Regions from separate parts of the Sus scrofa genome. Here all the other regions are linked to region 1. A link is a contact called in public Hi-C data. All regions are on one chromosome and are shown on one strand. Each heading gives the region's core, a stretch centred on a gene start, on an enhancer-like site or on the middle of the called end of the contact. The rest is flanking DNA. Distances are from core to core; before and after follow the strand shown.

Region 1 (2,873 bases), core at 162-2,661:
TTCTTTATCACTTCGATCAAATGACAGATCAGGATGAACAAATACAGTTCGTGAATGAACTTGTTTGTTGAAACTTTCATGTAAGTGAAAAAAAGTGAGCAGAGAAATAGTAAAAATATAAGTAAAAAGAGTTCCCTAGTGGCATAGTAGTGTTTGCTGTGGCAGGTGTTTGATCCCTGGCCCAGGAACTTCCACGTGCCTTGGGTATGGTCAATACATATATAATTTTTATATATATAGGCATATAATTAAAAAAAATATATATATATATAGAATGTAAAACACTCGAGCACAAAGTGGTAGTAATGGACCACACACATGGGATGACAGAAATCCAAGTGGCTTTATTTAGAAAACACCACAATGTGGCACATAATGGGAGGGAGGGAGGGAGGACTCAGGAGGGTTAGTCTCCTCAATGAATGTGAGATAATGTGCAAAGAAACGCCCATTAAGCCAAGCACAGGAATTATTAAAGCAGATGTATAATTCATATTTGTTAGGCTACAAACAAAGCATATTTTGGCAAGCATAAGGTTCAAGTTAAATTATGTATAGGAATACCCTGGCGGCCTAGTGGCTAAGGATCTGGCATTGTCACTCGTGCTGCATGGGTTCGATCCCTGGCTTGGGAACTTACATATGTCACAGATGCGGCCGAAATAAATACATAAATCATGTATAAGCCAGAATGATTTCCCCATACCTTAATAAGTATCTTCCATCACTTTTCTTTTCAGATATATGTAACATAGCTGAAAGGAACTGAATATATCTGTGTATACGGAGTGAGAAATAGTATTTGTAAAAAGAGTTACTCACTGGGTTAGACGCAATCACTGATTGTACAGTCAGGAGAAATGTTTTCTGAGGTCACCAGAGACACCACCATTGTCCACCTGTACATCAGTGTCCTAAATCCTTACTGCACTTCCACGTCTTGTTGGCCACGAATAGAGTCTTCACTCTTATTCCTGACCCCAAATGCTGAGGCCCACATCACTAACGCTAGAGCTTCACACTACATGTGTATATTTGTTAACGTATTATTAGCTTCCAGCTATAGAAGTCTGAGTGACATTAGCATATGATACGTCCATTTAAATTTTTTTTTTTTTTGGTGAGTATTCTCTGCATAAAGAAGCCCGAGATAATATGTTCCTAAATATTTAAGTGATACGTTACAGACCACAGCCACCGGAAATATGGGTGCGTGTCCTTTAAGAGGAAGTGAAGCTCCGCCCAATCCTCAAAAATCCAACACGTCATTCCTAGGCGCCGCTAGTTAGGTAAGCGGCCCTGGTGTCGCTGTGGGAACTACATTACCCAAGAGCATCGGGGGGCACCGGTCCAATGAAGGCCAAGGAAAGGGGCGTTTCCATTCATAAGGAGGACGAGGGGGCGGGACTTCCTTTTTCCTTTTTTGGGCGGACATTTTTTCCTGCTTTCGGATTAATCCACCAAATCCGTCTCCAGACCGCAGCGTCACACCCGAGGGGACACAACAGGGAAAACGCGAGAGAGGCGATTTCTGCCCTAAACAAGCGAACCTGAGGTTCGTAGTGGCATCGCCCGGGTGACCCAGCCGCCGGAGCCCGGGACCTTGCACTCGTTAACGCTTTCCAGCTACTCCTCTTCCCCTCACTTTCCCCGGACCACGGGCGCGGATGGCGGCGGCCGTGCTGACGGACCCAGTGCAGGTGGGTGCTGCACCCCTGGGTCCTTTCCCTCCCTCCATCTCTGAATCCTGAAGCCTCGAATGAGGGACACTCAGGTCCCTGCAGCTCAGGTGAATGTGTTCAGACGATAGGGGTTCTTTCAGTTGGGTCCTAGATCTGACAACCAGTATAGGAGAATGAGAAAGGACCCTGCCGGCGGAGGGGTCAGCTCGCAGAACGGCTTGGAGGTGTGACACAGCGTTTGGGAAACCCGTTACCTTTGGTGTCTGAAAAGATCAGAGAGCCTGAGTAGCTGTGCCTTCATTCTGAGGGTGATAGGAGGCATAGAAGGTTCTGAACAGAGGAGAGACGCGACCTTATGGTTTCAAAAGTATTTCGTAGACTGGCCAGGTGTGAACAGACTTGGGGGTAAGGATGAGGGAGGTGGGGCCCAGAAAGGCTAAGACTTGGTCCAAGGCAACACCGATAACAGGGGGCCTTGATGACAGAGCCACAGAAGGGCGATAGCCCCAGGGCTTTGTGGTAGGGCAGGAGTAGTGGATAGGCCTGAGCCCTTGGGGCTCTTTCGTGGTTGTTTTTCATAGTCTCTCTCTTCCCACAGGTTCCCATGGTCGCATAAGTAATTACTGGCCCTATACAGGGGAGGGGTGGATATCCAGGCCTTCATCAATTCCAGCCCCACCTTGACTCACGAGGGCTCCAGAGTTTTGGTGTCATAAGACACTTTATATATTTATTTATTTTTTATTTTGAGGGGCACATCTGCAGCATATGGGAGTTCCCAGGCTGGAGGTCAAATTGGAGATGCAATTGCCAGCCTCCACCACAGCCTACACCACAGCCACAGCCACAGCCATGCAGGATCTGAGCTATGTCTGTAACCTACACCACTGCTCACAGCAATACCAGATCTTTTTTTTTTTTTAAATAATTATTTTTATTTTTTCCATTATAGCTGGTTTATACTGTTCTGCCAGTTTTCTACTACACAGCAAGGTTACCCAGTTATACATGCACGTATACATTCTTTTTTCTCATATTATCATGCTTCATCATAAGTGGCTAGCTATAGTTCCCAGCAGGATGATATACAGCAGGATCTCATTGCTTATCCATTCCAAAGGCAATAGTTTGCATCTATGAACCCCAAATTCCCATTCCATCCCTCCCCCTTGGCAACTACAAGTCTGTTCT
Region 2 (3,197 bases), core at 210-2,709, 190 kb after region 1:
CCATGCTAGGAGATGAATTGGAGCTACAGCTGTCAGCCTACACCACAAGTCACAGCAGCGCCAGATCCTTAACTCACTAAGCGAGGCCAGGGATCAAACCCACAGCTTCATGGTTCCTAGTCAGATTCGTTTCTACTGCACCACAACATGAACTCCTCAGCCCTACATTTAAAAACATGCAGGGAGTTCCCATTGTGGCTCAGCAATTAACAAACTCAACTAGTTTCCATGAGGATGTGGGTTTGATCCTTAGCCTCGATTGGTAGGTTAAGGATCCGGCATTGCCGTGAGCTGTGGTGTAGGCTGCAGGCACAGCTCAGATCCTGCATTGCTGTGGCTGTGGCATAGGCTGGCAGCTAGAGCTCCAATTCGACTCCTAGCCTGGGAACTTCAATATGTCACAGGTGCAGCCCTAAAAAGACAAAAAAAAAAAAAAAAAAAGGCAGGAAATCCATACACTTCTCTAACCTCCACTGCCACCACTCTGGTCCACCCACCATCAACACTCACCTGAGGAGCTATTTCAGCAGACTCCACCCTGATCTCCCTGCCCACCCACAGGCTTCCCCCAATCTTTCCATTCTGCAGCCTGTCAACACCTGAGTCAAAACACTTCCCTTCTCAGTTACAAACCTTCCACGGTTCCACCACCATCAGAAAGAGGACAAGCTCCTCAGGCTGCCATGCCAGACCAGACCCCTGACTGCCGGCTCTCTGTTCTCAGCAAACAGCACACTGACCTGCTGTTTCCAGACACTCCTAATTCATTCTCACCTCCAAGCGTCTGCACAACTGGCTTCTGTGTCTTGGAAACCATTCCACACCTCATCCCATCCATACTGGGAACGGGAGCCTCAGCACATAACCGCCGAGAATGACGCCCTCTGCTCCTTTACCCGCCAGAGAAGGGAGCGATGAAGGCGAAGGGGTGAAGACCCTAGAACACACCATCCCCTACACCCGAGAGGTGAGGGCCTGAGGAACCCTCCACTCACCTGAGCCCGGTCCATGAGCCCAGCGGCCGCCATGGGATCCTGTGAGCAGAAGCGGGTTGAGGAGCCGGGGAACGGAGCGGGTTCTGTGAGAAGAGCCGAACCCCCACAAGCACAGTGGGCGGTGACCTCAGGATGACTGTCGCCCTCCCAGCCCCAGTCTCCCCCTTGTAGAAACGCGCACAAGGATCAGGGTGCCGCCTCCGGAGGCGGACGAGGCCAGAGAGCCGGGACGAAGGCCTCGGAAAGCGCGCAGCCCCGGCCGACACCTCCGCGCAAGGCGGCCCGTCCCACGACGGACACCATGGATCGTAATAACGCCGCAGGGTGAGAGCCTATCCTCGTTACTGTCCGTCCCTGCTCGGCTCCTAACAGCGGCATGAGAGGGGACCCGGTCCAGGACTCCCAGCCTCCACAGCCGCTCTGGACAGCCTCGGCTCGCGCAAAAGACGTCACGACGGCGCCGCCGGAAGTCCCGCCTCTCCCGGCTCCGACGGCAGGAAACGTCTTTGGAGCGTCGTGGAGGCTCCTGGCGCAGACTTCTGGGTAGAGGAGTTCGTGCCCTGCTTCCAGTGCGGGAAAGGGTAGCTTTCCTGTCCTTGCCTGCCGCTGCGCAGAGTCCGGTGGGCGGAGAAGGTTCGTGGAAAAATTGCCTCTCTCAGTGTCTAAGCTCCTCTTAAAGGCGACGCGCCCATATTTCCGCGGTCACTGGAGACAGCGCCTCTTCCTCCGCCTTCTCCAGCAGGTGGAGCCTTCTTTCATCCTGGGAGAGGTATCTCACCCAGGATGGCGACTGGGACTGGGACTTGAATGGAACGATGAATAGCCCTCGCTCGTGCAGACTTCCTGTAATAGCATGAGATGTTCCCCCTATTCTTTGATACTCAAAATTGGGTCAGCATCCCTTGTGAACTTACTAAAAGTGCAGGTTCTAGGATTCAACCTACACCTGACAGAGAAACCCCGAGGGTGGGCGGTCTCATTAATAGTCATGACCATCGCCTCACCCAAAGTACAACAACTAAAATGAGAAAATACTACACCCTACCTCATGAGAAGTGAAAGGAAAGTGCTTGGAACAAAGCATGGTTTTTAATACACACAAGCTGATAACTGCTATTATTCATCATCTCCACAAGGTTCTCACATACACATACAGGAGGATATCAGAGGCTTCTCTTTGACAAGTCACTAATATTATATACATATACTTTTTTTTTTCATGGCTGCACCCTCGGCATATGGAAGTTCCTAGGCCAGATCCTGTAATCCACTTCATACGCTAGGGATCGAACCCACACCTCCAAAGTGATCCAAGCTGCTGAAGTCAGATTCTTAACCTACTGGAACTTAACCACCCAGGAACTTCATTGATGCTTTTTATTTTATTTTTTTTTTAGGGCCAAACCCGAAGCATGTGGAGGTTCGCAGGCTAGGGGTCAAATCAGAGCTACAGCTGCCGGCCACACCACAGCCACAGCAACGCCAGATCCGAGCCGCGTCTGTGACCTACACCACAGCTCACTGCAGCAGCGATCCTTAACCCACTGAGCAAGGGCCAGGGATAGAACCCGCAACCTCGTGATTCGTAGTAGGATTGTTTCCCACGTGCTATGAGGGGAACTCCAATCCTATTTTTTATTTTATTTTATTTTATTTATTTATTTATTTTATTATTATTATTATTATTTTGCTATTTCTTGGGCTGCTTCCGCGGCATATGGAGAGTCCCAGGCTAGGGGTCTAATCGTAGCCGTAGCCACCAGTCTATGCCAGAGCCACAGCAACGCGGTATCCGAGTCGCGTCCACAACCTACACCACAGCTCACGGCAATGCCGGATCCTTAACCCACTGAGCAAGGGCAGGGACCGAACCCGCAACCTCGTGGTTCCTAGTCAGATTCGTTAACTACTGCGCCACAACGGGAACTCCCAATCCTATTTTTTAAAGTATAAAATAGAATAACTCTTTGACTTAGCAAGTAACCTTATAGGTAATGGTTAATATTTCTGCATCAAGTACATCTGTATACCTGTGGGCTCTTTTTTAAAAAAACATTAGATGTGGAGTTCCCTTCACGGCACAGTGGTTAACGAATCCAACTAGGAACCATCAGGTTTCAAGTTCGATCCCTGGCCTTGCTCAGTGGGTTAAGGATCCGGCGTTGCCGTGAGCTGTGGTGTAGGTTGCAGACGAGGCTCAGA
Region 3 (2,863 bases), core at 40-2,539, 230 kb after region 1:
ATGAATCCGACTAGGAACCATGAGGTTGGGGGTTCGATCCCTGGCCTGGCTCAGCGGGTCATGGATCCAGCGTCGCCGTGAGCTGTGCTGTAGGTCGCAGACGAAGCTTGGATCCCATGTTGCTGTGGTTGTGGCACAGGCCTGCAGCTGTAGCTCCAATTCAACCCTAGCCTGGGAACCTCCATATGCTGTGGGTGCGACCCTAAAAAGACGAAATAAAGAAAGGAAGGATGGAAGCAAGCAAGCAGGCAGTGACAATAACAGGACCTAGCTCCGAAGAGATGACGATTAAACAACGTGATACGTTATGCCTGCCTGTCAGGTAACAGCAAGGACTCACTGAAGGACGACTATTAGGAGTATTTCTTTACCACTGTCTTTGCTCCCACAATATTCTGGACAAATCCAACCAGACACCCTTATTTAACTTTGCCAGGTTCCTTACACAGAAATGCCAGAACATGAGCAAGCAGGGAAGGGACCATTCTATTCTAACGACTAGGAACGGCCTCTTCAAAGAGAAGACATCTGCGCAGAGGCCAGAGGGATGTGAGAGACAAGTCCTGCAAAGACGAAGGAACAGCATTCCAGGCAAAGGCCAATGCAAATACAAAGTTCGGGGACGGGGTGGGGATGTGACAGAGAACTTATCAAGGTCGGGTTGTTGTGTCTAGAGCACTTCGAGCGGGGAAGGTGGGGAAACCGGGATTATAAGCGTGATGGGAAGGAGGCATCTTTCATGCACTGAAAAAACGCCTGTCAGGGATCCGACACTGTGGTAAGAATGCAGAGAAAATGAAGGGCCAGCGCCACGTGGTGCAATAAACGACAAGGACAAAGAGAAACCCAATGGCTAACAGCCTCCGCCTGCTCAGACGCCCTCTCCGAACCAGCAGAGAAGGAGCAACACCAGAAACATCGTCCACTCACCCAGGCCGGGTCCATCCATGTTGCCGCCATCGCGGGACCCTGAAGGGAGAGCGGGCCCGGAGAGGCGGCGACAGAGGCGGCCCCAACCCAGGCCGCGGAACCCGAGCAGGGGTACCCGGCTGGCCGCCGCACTCCAAGACTCAGGCCACTCGGTGTGAAACGCGCGCGAGGCCCAGGCTTTCGCGTCAGGGCTGCGGGGGCCACGGCCCGGGATCCCGCGGGACCCCTCCAAGGATCGGGGCGGCTGTCGAGCTGGTACCACGCGGAGGTGAGACGCGCTCTCCCACCGAGGGAACGGCTCACGGGTCCAGGTGCCTCAGCTGGGGAAGACCCACCTGGCACAGACAGATGACGTAGGCTCACAGGGGCCGGAAGTCCCGTCTCCGCGGCGCCGGCCGCAGGAAACGCCCGGTCCTGGGTGGTCCTTGGGCCGGCATCCGCCCAAACATGCGGCGCTCAGCCTTCTGGGTAACGTAGTTTTTTCCTTGCAAGCAACCATGCGATGGAATTTTCCAAGCCCGTTTTCTCATTGGGCCGAGAGAGCCGCCTCAGATCCGCGTGTTCCCGGTGGACACAACGCGGGGGAAACCAATGAGAAGGGACGAAACCACTCATTATACTCCTGGGGAAATGGAGGCTCAGGGGATAAAGACGTTTGTCTGGGGTCAAGGCCACGTGCAAAGGCGCAGAAGCTGATCCTCAACTATACTCAGCTCTCCGCTAACGCCAGGCGCTTTCTCTCTTCTCTAGGGCCTCTTGTAGGAGTGGCGAATAAATGATCAAAGTAACCGCCGGAAGACGACTCCGGAAGTCCCGCTCTGACATTTTGGGAAGGCACAGACCTTAAAACTCTTGGGCCTTCTTAGGGCCAGAGCCTCCTCTAAGTAATGCACAGACCTTTTTGAGTAACGGAGTTGGCCGGGAAAACCCACAGTGGTTTGCCCTCCTCTGAGGTGGGGAGACTGAAGGTTAAGCTCAGGACTTAAGCTTTGGCACAGTCAGTTTGAAATTATCTGTAAGATCACAAAGCGCGTCCCCTGATGCACTTCCACCTGTCCGAATCTTAGGAGAGATTTTTGGGCCTGGGTATGGAAATTTCGGAGTTGTTAGGCTAGTCTATTATTTCAAGTCATTATACTGGGTAAGACCATCAATGGAATGAGTGTAGGTGGAGAAAGGAATTGATGGGGTGAACACTGGACCAAAAAAGTCATGTTAGGAATTCTAACCATCCTTCAAGAATTGTATTATGCAGGGAGTTCCTGTCGTGGCGCAGCGGTTAATGAATCCGACTAGGAACCATGAGGTTTCGGGTTCAATCCCTGGCCTTGCTCAGTGGGTTAAGGATCCGGCGTTGCCGTGAGCTGTGGTGTAGGTCGCAGATGCGGTTCGGATCCTGTGTTGCTGTGGCTCTGGCCTAGGCTGGCAGCTACAGCTCCGATTCAACCCCTAGCCTAGGAACCTCCATATGCCGCAGGAGCGGCCCAAGAAATGGCAAAAAGCCAAAAAAAAAAAAAAAAAAAAAAAAAAAAAGTATTATGCAGTCTTAGAAGTCCCCATCAGTGACAGTTTTGGTGTTTTTTGTTTTTAGTTGGTTGGTTGGTTGGTTTTTTGTTTGTTTGTTTTGTCTTTTCTAGGGCTGCACCCGCAGCATATGGAGGTTGCCAGGCTAGGGGTTTAATCAGAGCTGTAGCCACGGGCCTACACCACAGCCACAGCAACGTGGAATCCCAGCGGCGTCTGTGAACTACACCACAGCTCATGGCAACACCGGATCGTTTAACCCACTGAGTGAGGCCAGGGATTGAACCCGCAAACCCCTGCATGGTTCCTAGTCGGATTTGTTAACCACTGCGCCACAACGGGAAATCCTGGTGTTTTTTGTTTTGTAACTATGAGACAATAAAATCGTTTTGAATGAATTGAGGATACA

What was found. A called contact is a pair of places that touch in the nucleus more often than the background predicts.
Region 2: a Hi-C map of embryonic fibroblasts shows a contact between it and region 1, with 1.5 times the contacts expected there. The contact joins the promoter of ZNF304 here to the promoter of LOC110261324 in region 1. A contact is called at or near these places in 1 of 5 promoter capture datasets (liver), 3 of 47 Hi-C or Micro-C datasets (embryonic fibroblasts, heart right ventricle and skeletal muscle) and 1 of 2 datasets of contacts at active chromatin or transcription factors (alveolar macrophages).
Region 3: a Hi-C map of subcutaneous adipose tissue shows a contact between it and region 1, with 1.7 times the contacts expected there. The contact joins the promoter of LOC110261317 here to the promoter of LOC110261324 in region 1. A contact is called at or near these places in 1 of 5 promoter capture datasets (liver) and 2 of 47 Hi-C or Micro-C datasets (heart right ventricle and subcutaneous adipose tissue).

Annotation. Positions count from the first base shown.
Region 1 is chr6:61,925,070-61,927,942 of Sscrofa11.1, reverse strand. It overlaps LOC110261324 (zinc finger protein 772-like), which reads left to right and starts at 1,411. Exons shown (of 4, transcript XM_021097337.1): 1 at 1,411-1,700. The coding sequence starts at 1,668.
Region 2 is chr6:61,738,944-61,742,140 of Sscrofa11.1, reverse strand. It overlaps ZNF304 (zinc finger protein 304), which reads right to left and starts at 1,459. Exons shown (of 5, transcript XM_021097292.1): 1 at 996-1,459. The coding sequence starts at 1,028.
Region 3 is chr6:61,693,518-61,696,380 of Sscrofa11.1, reverse strand. LOC110261317 (zinc finger protein 805-like) reads right to left here and starts at 1,289. Exons shown (of 4, transcript XM_021097312.1): 1 at 931-1,289. The coding sequence starts at 960.